Linked DNA regions of Mus musculus: regions 1, 2 and 4 are each linked to region 3. The links are chromatin contacts, called in public ChIA-PET and promoter capture Hi-C maps. All regions are on one chromosome and are shown on one strand. The core of a region is the stretch at or near the end of the contact, and the rest is flanking DNA. Distances in the headings are between cores, read along the strand shown.

Region 1 (3,235 bases), core at 610-3,109, 590 kb after region 3:
AATACTAAGTTGTACAAGACCCTTAGCTCCCGTAAGCTGAGGTTTGCTGGATGGGAGTGTGTGAGTGTTGGATCCTCATGGCAACCAGGGAAAGCTGAGCGCCAGCAGTGTAAACAACCAAGGCAGACAAGCCAGGAACAACAAACTCAGAGAGCATTCTGCTTCAGTGGAGGATAAGAAGAAGACAGACCTGTTGATCTTAGCACATCCTGACCGGACACATTTCAACTATGCTAAGTCTGTGGTGAGTTCTTCTGAAGCTAACATGTTCAGGAAAAATGGGAAACCTAAAATATGACTTACGAACCCTTTCCTTTAAAGGATTAAGATAGCCATTCATGTCAGCCGTAATTTAAGTCCCCATTATCTAGATTAAAAGAACAGAGAAGTGTATATGGAATTCATTTGCACAGGCTGCGGATGGATGAAGCTGACCTCACGTTCACAGGCTTCCAGATCCTACATTTAACACAAGTTTCCTTATCATTGAAACAGAAATAGCCTTATTCCCCACTGTAGAGTTCGTAAGAAGTTTAAATCAGATGAACCATGGAAGGCATTAAATACAGGGCCAAAGCAGCATGTGTTAGGTATTTTCGCTTTAATCTTGGCAGTGGTATTATTCAAGATGTAACTAGTATTCCCCCCTCACTTTTTTTTGTTTTGGTTTTTGGTTTTTTTTTTTTTTTTTTAGTTTCCCCTCTGTTTACTTTCCTCTAAGGTGTATGTTCCTTACTCTCTTCTTTGGTTTTTCATTTTTCTTCTGTTGATGTTTTCCAAACATTGTTTTTGGTGTTTTTTGTTTGTTTGTTTATTAACACAGCCTGTAATTGTTGCTTATAAGACAAGTGGAAAAGAAGTTTGCATGGCATTGCATGCTCTGGCCCTGAGTTTTTCTCTACTGTCCTTGCTGGGCTGTTCATTGGATACTGTGCTGTCCTCTCAGCGCTTAGTTCCTTCCCTAGTCCTAGCTAGAACTCATGAGTAACTCCTTGGCATTCAGAGTCCCACACACTGAAGTGTGAACGGATGCCCCGCCCCCTGCCTGCCCCCTCCACCCCACCCCCCCCCTTTCTTTTTCTTTCTTTTTTTTTTTTTTCTTCTTGCCTTTTCTGGCTGCACCATGTTTATTGGCTTCAGAAAATGTCACAAGAACATCCTAGCTATGATACTGCATTTTTATCTCTCTTTTTTTGTGTGTGTGACATGACTATAAGTTGAGTGGATTTGTTCTTGACAGAGAGAAGGCCTGTGACATTTCTAAACAAACAAAAATAGCAGCATTTGCTGTGTCGTGCCTGCTGCTCACAAAGCGTCCGCTCAGGTGGGAAAGGCTGAGTTTTCACTGAAGTTAAAATGAAAATTGTGAGTTTCAGCCAACATCAGACGACAGGCTTTATCTTGACAGGAAGCTTTAGAGATGTTGGTGCGATTAAAATACCAAGACGTGTTCAAGGTGGCCTTCTAGGAGCCTGGGTCTGCGCTGCATGCGCTATGCTTTTCAGAGAAACAAGGATATAGATGTGGTTTAACTTTAACCAGTGAGTGTGTTTGACTGACAGATGTCCAAATAACTAGTATTCTAAATGTATTGAAAAGTCAGAGAGCTTTGTCCACTTCACTGGCAGTCTGCCTAAATATTAATCTTTCAATTATGGATATATGTATATGTATATGTATATATATAACATGCCACACTATCACTAGGACCTGAGTTCAATCCCCTCAGAGTCCACATGAAAGGCTGGGTGTGTTAGAATGCTAGGGAGCCAGCAACAAAAGGCTCCCCTGAGGTTTTCCTGCCAGCCAGTTTAGGTGAGTTGGTGAGTTTCAAGTTCAGTGAGAGTCCCTGTCTCAGAAAATAGGATAGTGACACATGACATCAACATCTGGCTTCCACATGCATGCTACACTCGAGCATGTGCATACCTTCCCAAGTGAGCAAGCCAACTCCCTCCCCCCTCCACCAGGACCTTCCAGGATATTCTCCTCCCGCTTGAATGCACTTTCTCCTTCTCTTGCTGTGACTAATTTCTCTGTGTTCATTACTTCTCATTATTACAGTTGCTTCCTCAACACTGCCCCCCTTACCTCATTTCCTGTTCTTTTCCTCTCTAGCATTTACCATAGTTCATAACTGCGTTCGTGTGTGTAAACCCTTATATATAACAGTCAAGAAAAGAATAAACAACAAGAACAGCGCGTTGTCCTTGCACCTTTTTGATAGCTAACCTAAACAATCTACTTCTTACGAAACTTCCTCAAAGAAACCACTCTAGATACCCTGGCCTAGGTTTTGTTTGTTTTTTAAGGCAAGTTGTCCTTATGTATCCCAGAACTACCTCTACCTCCAAGTGCTGTGATTGAGCCAAGACTCTCAGCTTCCAGTCTAGTATTACCTCCATTGGAATAGCAACAACCCAGACAATTACGATTTATGAGTTAGATGTAACAACAAATAAAGGTTATGTAGACACAGATTCTGTCTTGATAGGACTCATAAGCCGAGATAAACATTTCTGGAGGGTTTCATGGTGAGTGTTGTCAGGAGAAGGTTCTGGAGTCTGTTTTGTGGAGAGGTGAACAGAGTGAGAGATGAGGCCGAAGCTCAGTGGGTTGAGAGGGAATAATTAAATTTTGCTGCATAATGAGGTTAGACGACTACTCTTGACATAAAAATGAACATGAGCCAAGACAGAGTGTATGGTATGTTTGGAAAACTGTGGGAAGTTCCGTGTGGCTGGAGTGGGTGTGAGGGTTTGCACAGAGAGTGACAGGAAATGACTTTGGAACAATAGACAGGCTTTGGTCCTGAGCCATCTGGACAGTTTCGCTAAGGATCCTGGGAGTGATGCTCTAGGCCGTGCTTGCTCTTTGTGCTCTGATCCTGCTACTGAGGGGATCCAAGTTGAGGAGACATGACCAGCTCTCTGTGAAGCCCTTTCTAAGAGAGCCTGTGGGATAGGGCAGTTAGGGGAGTGGACAGTGACAGATGCTCAGAAGAGAAGCGGTACCCTGGAAGACTTAGCTAGTTGCAGATGAACAAATGACGGAGCACTGCTGTTAAATATTTTCTTTTTGAAATTACCATGGTAATTTGCTTAGTGGAAAAAACTTGGAAAATGTAAAAAAAAAATTGTGAATAATGAGTACAAGAGATGTTCTTAGTGTAGTTAAGGTGAGAAGAAGGGCTTTTGAAAGATCCAGAGGATTTTTAAGGTTTATTCTCTTTTTA
Region 2 (3,097 bases), core at 483-2,982, 960 kb after region 3:
ATATTATTTGCATGGATGGGGAAAGACTCCCCTGCCTCATTATACAGAAGCTAAACTTGAGGCCCTACCAATTTAAAGGCTTAACCATGGTGCCTGCTGTCCTAGGGTGCCTGGTGGCTGCATTGTTCCAGCTTGTCACACATCCTCTCTGATAAATGCTTCATCCTAACCTTTGTTTCTCACCACTTCTGGTCTCAGCCAGCCTCTCCTTCCCACATCACCACTCGTGGTGTGACCATCAGAGCCCATTCCAGTTCCTCCTGTCTTGCTCCCCTTTGGTCTCACTGCCCTGCTTCCTTCAGAGATTAATATCAGCAACCAACTCGGTTATCTAATTAGGCCACATGGATTGCATCTGCCTGCCACAACTGATGCCAGTCATCTTAATGAGGACTGAATCTTCCCACTACAGGCAACATTCCCACAGTAGTGTGGTTCGAGGCCAACAGAGAGAAAGTCGGGGTTGGTGACTGCAGACTGTGTGGTATGCGGTGCTCACAACATGCGTTTTCTGCCTATTGTCAGGAAAGACTTCTGTGTATACTGCTATTCTATAGACTCGAGAAGTACACATTGAGTCTTCTCTCGTCTTCCTCTTCAGCCTTAGTCCTTCAATTTCCTTCTCAGAGGACAACCAGACATCTTTCCTTAAGCCATGCCCCTGATACCTCCAATCCCAAGACTTCTCAAGACTCTCACTGTGACTGAAGTATACACATCTTGCTAGCTCACAGAACTCAAGGCTTACTTAACCTCCACCAGCAAGCTGTCTAGGTTCCAGCAAGACTAAGGCCCTATCTCCCTCCGACCATCACTCCTGGCTATGCATACCTTGTAGGCAGAGGCATATTTCCTGAGTCTGGCACTGTAATTGTCGGTTTTGTTATTGGCAAAGTAAGACAGGTCCTCCAAGATCCCATCATCTGTCCTCCTTTCCCCCAGGTTCCCTTTTACTGTCTTCCCACTTCTGTTTTACCCGCTATGCCAAGGTCTTACTTAGGCAAGGGCCTTGTATCAGACTGCTTGCTCTCTTATGTATTGAATGCTTCCTGTATAATAAATGTTAGTTATTTGGCGGGGAAGGTGGGCAGTTAGAAAGACTGCGACTGGTCACGGTTTGGGCAGCCTGATGTTTTGTATTTATTTGTTGTTGTCTACTAATTTAGGGAGTAAGTTTTGTTGAGTTAAGGAGTAACCGAGATCCAGTCACACACCTTTCTGACTGGGTTCTTCAACTCTACAGTGTGGGATATTTGATTAGATGAAGATGATCTAAGAAAACGGAAGCCTGGGGTTATTTTAAAATAGGATAAAGCTGGATACTGAAGGTGACTTCTGGTTACTCTGGAGCAATGTTGAAGACCAGGTTGGGCCCCTAGGTGTCTCCTGTGCTCTGCATTCCAGAGGCATCCCGGGCCTGAGTTCACCCGGCAGCTCTTTTGACTCCTCTGCCGGCAGCCAAACCCTTGCAAATCCAGTGGGCAGGTTTCTTCTCCTGGAGAGGATTAGCTCGCTCACCCACACTGGGGACGGGTGACCAGGAATTGCAGCAAATCCGAGAGAGAAGTTTGAGCACTCATGGAGCAGGGAAGGGGAGCCACGGTGCTGCTTTAGCCCTACTTTCTCCTAACCCCAAAAGGCCAGAGTGTTTAAGCTGCACAGGGCCCGGCCCTTTTTCCTGCTCCCTCCCCAAAGCAGTGTGGGCGGGGCGGCGAAAACTCCGCTATTTGCGTCTCCACGCCCAGAGTCCCAAGTGTACACGCTGTGGCGACAAGGGAGGCGAGTTCATCTCCAGGGCTCTGGGATGGCGTGGTCCTCAAGAAGAGTGGTAGCTTCTCTTGCCTCCTGCAGCCTAGTCCAGAGCAGGGGACACGGTTCTGATTCCCGTGGGTGTCACCTAGCGTGCCTGATGGTGCAATGGTTAGCGATGCTGCAGCTGCTCTGGCTGCAACAGCTGCTGCTGCTGGGGATTCACCAGGGCATCGCCCAAGATTTGACTCACATCCAGGAACCGTCCCTCGAGTGGCGTGGTGAGTGTCCGCAGCGCCGAACTGGGGGCTGATTGGCACCCGGGACTCGGGGCGGAAAACGGGTAGGAGTTGAGCAAGACAAGTAAGAGCAAGGCCTAGTTTGTATTGTGGTTGCTTGTGTACTGTCCCGGGGCAGATGGGACAGTCTCTTCCGCACATCCTCTTGTCCTCCAAATTAGGGCGAGGTAAGGGGCAGGGTCTTGCCTTCCAGGCTTGCGGGACCTAGGAGAGTAGAAATAGTTTCAAAATGCAAACTTTACACGGGTTGATTAAGAGGGTCACCTTTCAGATAATGCTGACAAAAAGATGTCTTCTTTCATTACCTTCCAAAGGGAGAAGTTGGATCTACATTCTACAGATAACCCCCAAACAGGCCTGTCTGCTACGCCCCTTGGGGAGGCGGGGCTCAGTGGGGTGGACAGCGATGGGATTTGTACCTTCTGGTCCTCCGTTTCTCTAGGCTGAACAATGGCTCTATAATATTCATGAACCACTGACAAATAAGTTACACAGCCCCCGACACGCGTACAAACTGATAAATGCAGCATCGGTTTGAGCATCAGCCCACATACAGTAAGGCCCCAACGTGAGCATAGAAGGAAGCCCAAGGAAAAGAATCAGTGTCCGCAAGGAGCAACTCAGGCCCGAGTCTCTGAGACATAAAAGGTGTGTCCCTGAACGCGTGACTGTGCCGTGATCAAAGGCAAGCAGGTGGCCTTAAACCAGAAGGAGCCTCCTGGCAGCTCCTGTGCGTTCTGTCCTAGGAAAACCTTTGGCGAAGAGGCATAAAACAAGATGTAATCCAGTTCTTTGTTCTTTTATTTTTCCTTCAACATATGCACACATTTTTAAGTTGTTTTTTTTTTTTTTTTTTTCCCTCAGTTGTACTTCAGAGCACTCTAGGGGCTTTATCCTCACCAAGGCTAAACCACACCAGCTCTTCCTATTCTGGAGCAGCCAGAAATGCTCTTAGGTATTTTTCAGTTAAGTAAAACTCTAAGTACACAGGGGCAAGCATATGCATAGATAGGCAGTTGGCCACTTTGTATCTTAGCGTGGAGATCCTG
Region 3 (3,326 bases), core at 658-3,157:
TAACAGCCCCTCTTTCAGTGTTCTCAAACTCTCACTATAATCTTTATAAAATACTGTCAAGGATAAAACCTTACACTATCATATATTAAAAAGAAAACTCAACAGATGATCTGATGCTAAAACTTATGAGGAAATTACCCATTTCCACAGCCAAGTAGATGCAGATTGAGGCAACTGTTTGCAGCCTAATCTCTGCCTCTTGAAGTAGAACTGGCCAGCTGTTCTCAGACCTGAAAGAAGTGGAAAGCCCTGCCTTCCTTCACTGACTCCCTGCTGAAATGGGTCCTGGATTTAGAGTAACTGGAGCTAGAAGTGTTTGCTGAGACACAGTGTGCTCCTTCTCTTGTACTTTCTACATCAAGTCACAAACACTCTGGAAGGAAGTGAGATTGGCAACTGAGTGTTGTCTCTGGGCACATTCTATCTCCACAGTTGAAACACTGAGGTTAAAAACAGTGATCTATAGTTAGACTGACTTTGGCACTTAGACTCTGAGCAGATACTCCAATTTTTTCACAATTCAGGGTTACTATTAGTATCACACAATGTAATGGATACAGAATACAAAGCATAATTACTAGTTCAATGTTTTATTTGATAAGTGGCAGACATTTTTATTATGACAAAGAAGGGTAGAAAAGGGGAAATTTCTAGCAGGGTATGTTGTAAATTGTTTTGTAACTCCTCTGTGTTCAGTGTGTCAGAGAATCTAGCTTTAAGATAATGGTGGGTCCTCTCTTTTTGTCCTGTTATTTAAGATGAATATTTCAGACAAAGGGCATGGCCAGGAGCCCTTCACCTCACCAGCTGCTGCACAGTCAATGAGAAATCACACCTGAAGGGACAGGGTGTGTTAAAGCCAAAGCTGGTAAAAAGATAAAAATTAACATTATGCCAAAAACACAGTGGATCTATGAAAAAAACAAAACAAAACAAACAAACAAACAAACAAAACCTCCAAACACTGGGAGATGAAAATGGTTTGGAATCTTCAGTGGAATGAAAAGAACCACTGCTTTCATGAACCAGTAGAAAGTTGGTTAATTACTTTCATTTAGGGAGAGTCTGGAACCTTATTGGGCTTCCTTATCTCTGCCCTGCATGCTACCATCATTCTGGTGACTCTTATCTGAAATGCCTTCTAACTGTGGGCTGAATTGTATATCCCCAAATCCATGTGCTGAAGTCCCAACTTATGGTAAGCGTGTGTCTCAGCAATTCAGGCAGGGGTTAGTTTTAGGTGGAACCTTCTAAAGCTAACTAAAGTTAAGTGAAGTTATTGTGGTTTTCCTATGAACTGAATATTGAATGTGTCTAGATTCATTATAAGAGCAGACACACACACACGCTCACAGAGCAAAGACCGTGAGAAGGCAGGGAGAATATGATCTCCTCTAGGCCAAGGACATTAGCCTCAAGTCAAGCCTGTTGGCATGTATGAGAAAACACATTTCTATTGTTTAAGTGAGCATCTTACTACAGAAGCCAAGTAAGGTACCATCCGTTTGCCTGATTCCTTGGTCTACTTCCTCATTTCCAGAGATAACCCCTTTTACCGGCATGATACCCTAAAGTTGTCATAATCTATGTCTACCTGCCATCTTATGAAGCTTACGTTAAAATCTGAACTGTTTAGCTCTCTCCTATGATAGTTAAGTTGTCCTGCAGCACTGCACAGCTATCATTGTGTCCCAACCACATTCCCGGGCCTTCTTCCCTTCCTCGCCTTTAAACATCCCTGCTCTCTTTCCTCCCGATGGAGTCGTATGGGTTACCACTTCACCCTCTGTCTTATCAATATTTCTAACTTCTCTTTCCTCCCACACGTGGAGGCCTTTCAGAGCCCCACCCAGCTGTCTGTCTTCCCTGCCCACACAGCATTTTGGGTGCTGCTGGAGGAAACCACACAGCCACATCACATGTCCCGAACCGTAGTCAGCTCGCAGAGGCCCTCAGTGCTGTTCTGGCGTCTTTCTCTATACAATGAATAGCTCAAACTTCCTCTACCCTCATCTTTAAAATGTAGACTTCACAACATACACCCTTGTTAACCAGCAAACGAGCTCATTTCCTTGTTGGCAGAGAAAAGTGAGGTCGAGAGAGAGAGAGAGAGAGAGAGAGAGAGAGAGAGAGAGAGAGGAGACTTCCCAAAAATTCTGTTAACCAACATTTAATTTTTCTTCCCGTTTTGCATTTTTCTTCTGGTAGCCAACCTCAACATTTGTCACCTTCTAATAATGCCTTGACTCATTGGCATTCAATCAATCCAAGACTCTTTCTCTTCTTTGGTTTTCTATCAAGTTTAACAACTCTCCTTTCTCCATTGTTTATGGCTTTTTCTCTCCTTGTAAACAGTCTCATGATGCCCCAGAAGTGCTCCCTACAGCTTAAACATATTGTTCTATGGATCCTTTATATAAATAAAAAAAAAATCTTTAGGCATCTTACTCATGTGTGACATATAAAAAAGTTGATCTCATAGAAGTTGGAATGGAGTGGTGCCATCTCACCCGCCTTTGTCCATTATTATAGGACGAAATATCATAACGTATATAAAACGCTTATATTAACACCTGAGAATATAGTATGTATTAAATAGAACTACTTTTCACATTTCTTTTTTTTTTTAAGAGTTTTTTTTTTAAGTGCATCTTGTTTGTGTGTGGATGTGCATGTGGGTGCAGGTACCTGAGGAGGTTGGAGAAGTTTGATCCTGTGGAGCTGAAGTTATAGGCAGTTATGAACTGCCGGGTATGGGTGGTAGGAACCAAGCTGCCTTCCTCTGCAGAGGCTGCATGTGGCCTTAACCATGGAGGCATCTCTATCTCTTCTTTCTTGTATTTCTTTAACCATGAAACACTGATGATGAGCGAATCTAGTGAAATCACTGTTAAGTCTCTCCCGCAGAATTCATACAAAACACCTGCTCCTTTGTGCAATGAATCTCAGCATTGTTACAACAGGTACAGCTCTGGCTGGGAAGGGGGATTCCTGCCCGGGGCTGTAAAGGATCTTTTGCATCACACACAATAGATTTGAGCACGAGTGCCTCTGACATTTAGTAACTTTAAACACTTATTTTCTTGATTAATTCAACCTCAGAAAAGTAGGCTGCAAATTCTCTTTGATATCCTCAAAACAAAAGCCAAAAACATTTGTGTGTGTATGTGTGCGCGTGTGTGTGTCTGTGTGTGCGTGTGCATATGTCACTATGTATTTAAATTCAGAAAGAGAGAAAAAATGTCAATTGTTCAAATGACAAAAAGGTGTGTGGGTTGAGTCACTCTGGATACTAATGACACATACTACTTAGAATCCAGGTGATA
Region 4 (3,212 bases), core at 213-2,712, 970 kb before region 3:
TTCACCCCATCTGCTGGCTCTGCCAAGAGCTGTCCTTGGCTCAAGACACCAGCAGCACCAATGAGAAAGTGAACTTGATAATTTATACAGCTGTGATTTCAGCTTAACCTGCTAATAGATTTCCTGGGAGCCTTGATAAAATGTAGGTAGATCAGATCTGAGGCATGAGATTTTCTGCTTTTAATAGGATCTCATGTATGCTGGTCCTTGGACCTAACTCTAGGGACCAGGGCTTCATATCATCAATGACAACTAGCACAAAACCCCTCAGTAAGTTCTCTCTACTGACGTGGAAAATGGTACCTATTTCTTAGTGTAGCTCCACACCCACCAGTGAGTTTAATGCACAGAATGAAGAATTAAGTTCAGTCAGAGTACTCCTCCAGTTGTTTCAATGGTCTATTTCCATGGAAGTTATCAGTTATACCAGGTAGTTGATACATTTGGACATCCAGATTTAGGTGGGAAACGCTGTGGTCTTGTCATATATTAAACAAATGCTTAACCACTGCTCTCCTCACAAATCAGCATTAGAATCCCGGAGAATGTGTGGCTTGGCCAAAGTCCCCTAGCTTACAGATGATAGCAGGGAAGGAAACATACTTATGATCACTGGAGTTTCATGCTGTCTGTTCATACATCCTGGTTATTTCCCATCTTATATTTCCTTCTGTTGGAATGGCTAGAATTGTATCTGCTATATGCTATAATTAGTAAGGACCTATATACACGCTGGAAGCTATAGAAAGAAACAGCATGCATCTCATCTCAATAGTTTGCCTCCTGTATCTCTCTTTGTATTCTAATGCCCCACCCCTTCTCAGTAAAATTAAATTTAAGTCATTTTTATTTCATTTTAAGATGAAAACAGAAATAATAGACCCTTTGCTATCAGCATCAGTGAGTTTGTGTATTCTCATTTTGCCTTCTGTGTCTCATTAACATGGTGCACATTACATTTTAATTGACATTTAAAATCTCCCCACAAAGAGAATACAAATTTATTCCATACAATGTGGATGAGTGGGTTATTGATATGTGTGTACTGGGTGAGTGATTTGTTTGCCTAGATGAATGATCTATCACTTATTCAGGAACTCAGGATATAGCCAAATACCAAATCAAGGGATAAGACCCTCAAATGAGACTAGGCTCATTTGACGTCAAAATTCACTTGAGAGAACTTTAGCAGTTTTTCGTGCCTGACTGAGACCGAAGGGTGGATCTCCAAACTGCCCTTTCCATTCCCAAACAGAAAGGCACAAGAGTAAATAAAATGTTTCCGGGCCTCTGCGGTCTCAACCCGGTATCAGCGTAAAAAGCAGATGAGCAAAGTGAGTGGGCGAGTGAAATCATTTGAACAAAACCCCATTATTTACAGATGAGAAATTTATATTGTCAGCGTAATATCTGCAAGGCTAAACAGCCTGGAGAGCATATAAAAGCACAGCACCCTGGTGCAGAAGGGCAGAGCTTGGGCCCAGGACACACTCAAAGTTCCCAAGGGGACTCCCTCTGTCTACACCTGTTCGCAGCTCAGGCTCACAAGGTAAGAGGCACACTGTGCGGCGGGGACTGTCTGGAGGACATTGGGCAGTGAACTATGTTTAAGTACTATGAATTAAAATGTTGTTTTTACGTCTTTTACCTTATTGATAGGACGATGAAGGGCACAGTTTAGATCAAAGCGTTATTGATTAGATTTATACCTACTTTATCGTGATGAATTTGCAAACTACTTAGAGAAATAATATAATGCATTTATAAAATAGAAAGAAAAACAAAGATTCAGACCAGTGCATTTGTTACAATGTGAACAGTATGTTCAACTAAGTAAATACTCTGAAAAATAAATATTTTTGCTTTGACTTGAAAGATGCGCGTACTACTTTGAACAGAAGGGGCTTTTTAATTTCACAAGAAAATGTGTCCATTACCAAGACTATAATAGCAGTTTTTCTTTATGAATTAAAAGCTTTTTTTAAAAGCTTTTGTTTTCTAAAAGAAAATATTCAGTCTCATCTCTCAACTATCCAGATTTCTAATAAATGTTTCGAGGTATCAAGGCCCTTTGTAAATTAAAGCTGACATCTATAAAGCAGAAAACAAGCGTCATCAATAACTGGGAATGTCTTCATATGGGTTATAAAATAACAGTTATTTACCATATAATAGTTGTAAATACAGTCTAAAGTAGCTCCATCTGGAATGAGATTCTCTGCATCTCTTTAGAAAGACCAATCAGATATTCTGAAGTGCCTTCTTAAGTTCATAGGGAAAAACCCCAATTCACAAATGCCAGCAACGGAGTCAACCATCAGGCATAGTGTGTTTCAAGACATCCCAGGGCCGTTACTTCTCAATCTGGGGGTCAAACAACTCCTTCACGGGTATTGTATATTAGATATTTACATTATGATTCATAACAGTAGTGAAATTACAGTTATGAAGTGGCATTGAAAATAACTTCATGCTTAGAGTCACCACAACATGTGGGACTGTATTAAAGGGTCACAGCATTAGGAAGGTTGAGAACCACTTATCTAAGGACTCGTTATTAAGGGAGATAAGGAAGCAGAAAGTGTTTATGTACCCTACAACACCAATGTATCTTAGGAAAATAAAATAATCTCTTCTTTCCTAAATCTAAGATTCTTTTTCTAAGACTTTCCAAACAGGGAGTAATACTGTACCTATATCCTAATTTTAATTTTGATAGGAAAGTTGTGGCATTTTTCTTTTTACTTTTTTTCAGAAATACCATTCTCTTTCTTTACACTAGCCAAAAGAGGAGAGAAGTAAGTGTAAATTTCTTACTGGATACAATGTTGATGCTAACATAATATATTTAATTCTAAATAATAGTATTAAAGCAATGGGTTAATTATTTTATTTCTCAGAAGTTTCTTAACTTTCAAAAAGTGGCTAAAGGGAAGTGAGTTATACCAAGAGGTTGCATTGGAAGACATATGTTCTCTCTGTATTGTCCTTTCAAAGTCTACCCTTTAAAAACATGACCAGGGCCATCTCAGAACCTTCAGGGACTTTGGGTTGAAGGGTTTATTTAGGACTGAGTTGGCATTGTTCAGTCTTTTGCAAGAGGCTTTCCAATAGCATTATGGTCCTAAAAGGAAACTTTAACTCTTCAATAGTATAATAACACATTACCATTGAAAGGTACAATCAAAGACATGTCAAAGTAGCCATGTGTT

Evidence for each region. Promoter capture Hi-C pulls out the DNA fragments that hold promoters and counts their contacts. ChIA-PET counts read pairs in DNA pulled down with a chosen protein or histone mark.
Region 1: an RNA polymerase II ChIA-PET map of memory CD8 T cells shows a contact between it and region 3, with 9 read pairs. The contact joins two enhancer-like sites. A contact is called at or near these places in 1 of 484 Hi-C or Micro-C datasets (forebrain), 2 of 115 datasets of contacts at active chromatin or transcription factors (bone marrow-derived macrophages and memory CD8 T cells) and 1 of 9 other capture datasets (embryonic stem cells).
Region 2: a promoter capture Hi-C map of the HPC-7 cell line shows a contact between it and region 3, with 5 times the contacts expected there. The contact joins the promoter of Pla2r1 here to the enhancer-like site in region 3. A contact is called at or near these places in 11 of 39 promoter capture datasets (the 3T3-L1 cell line, the HPC-7 cell line, cranial neural crest and 6 more) and 2 of 9 other capture datasets (adipose tissue and embryonic stem cells).
Region 4: a promoter capture Hi-C map of the HPC-7 cell line shows a contact between it and region 3. The contact joins the promoter of Gcg here to the enhancer-like site in region 3. A contact is called at or near these places in 6 of 39 promoter capture datasets (the C10 cell line, the HPC-7 cell line, HPC-7-derived erythroid cells and 3 more).

The regions. Positions count from the first base shown.
Region 1 is chr2:60,922,100-60,925,334 of GRCm38.p6, reverse strand. It overlaps a transcript of Rbms1 not described here. Among named protein-coding and RNA genes, the nearest start is that of Rbms1, 42 kb to the right of the region's middle. Within about 2 kb of position 1,859, at least 90 of the 459 cell types and tissues checked have an H3K27ac peak or open chromatin away from gene starts, as enhancers often do. A contact at or near this core is called in bone marrow-derived macrophages and memory CD8 T cells, where this site is marked.
Region 2 is chr2:60,551,943-60,555,039 of GRCm38.p6, reverse strand. Pla2r1 (phospholipase A2 receptor 1) reads left to right here and starts at 1,732. Exons shown (of 30, transcript NM_008867.2): 1 at 1,732-2,030. The coding sequence starts at 1,910. Gm13583 (a long non-coding RNA gene) reads right to left here. Exons shown (of 3, transcript XR_374557.4): 3 at 2,024-2,252.
Region 3 is chr2:61,512,767-61,516,092 of GRCm38.p6, reverse strand. No RefSeq gene overlaps it. Among named protein-coding and RNA genes, the nearest start is that of Gm33841, 19 kb to the left of the region's middle. Within about 2 kb of position 1,907, at least 87 of the 459 cell types and tissues checked have an H3K27ac peak or open chromatin away from gene starts, as enhancers often do. A contact at or near this core is called in the HPC-7 cell line, bone marrow-derived macrophages and memory CD8 T cells, where this site is marked.
Region 4 is chr2:62,481,903-62,485,114 of GRCm38.p6, reverse strand. Gcg (glucagon) reads left to right here and starts at 1,462. Exons shown (of 6, transcript NM_008100.4): 1 at 1,462-1,549. RefSeq lists a promoter at 17-1,469.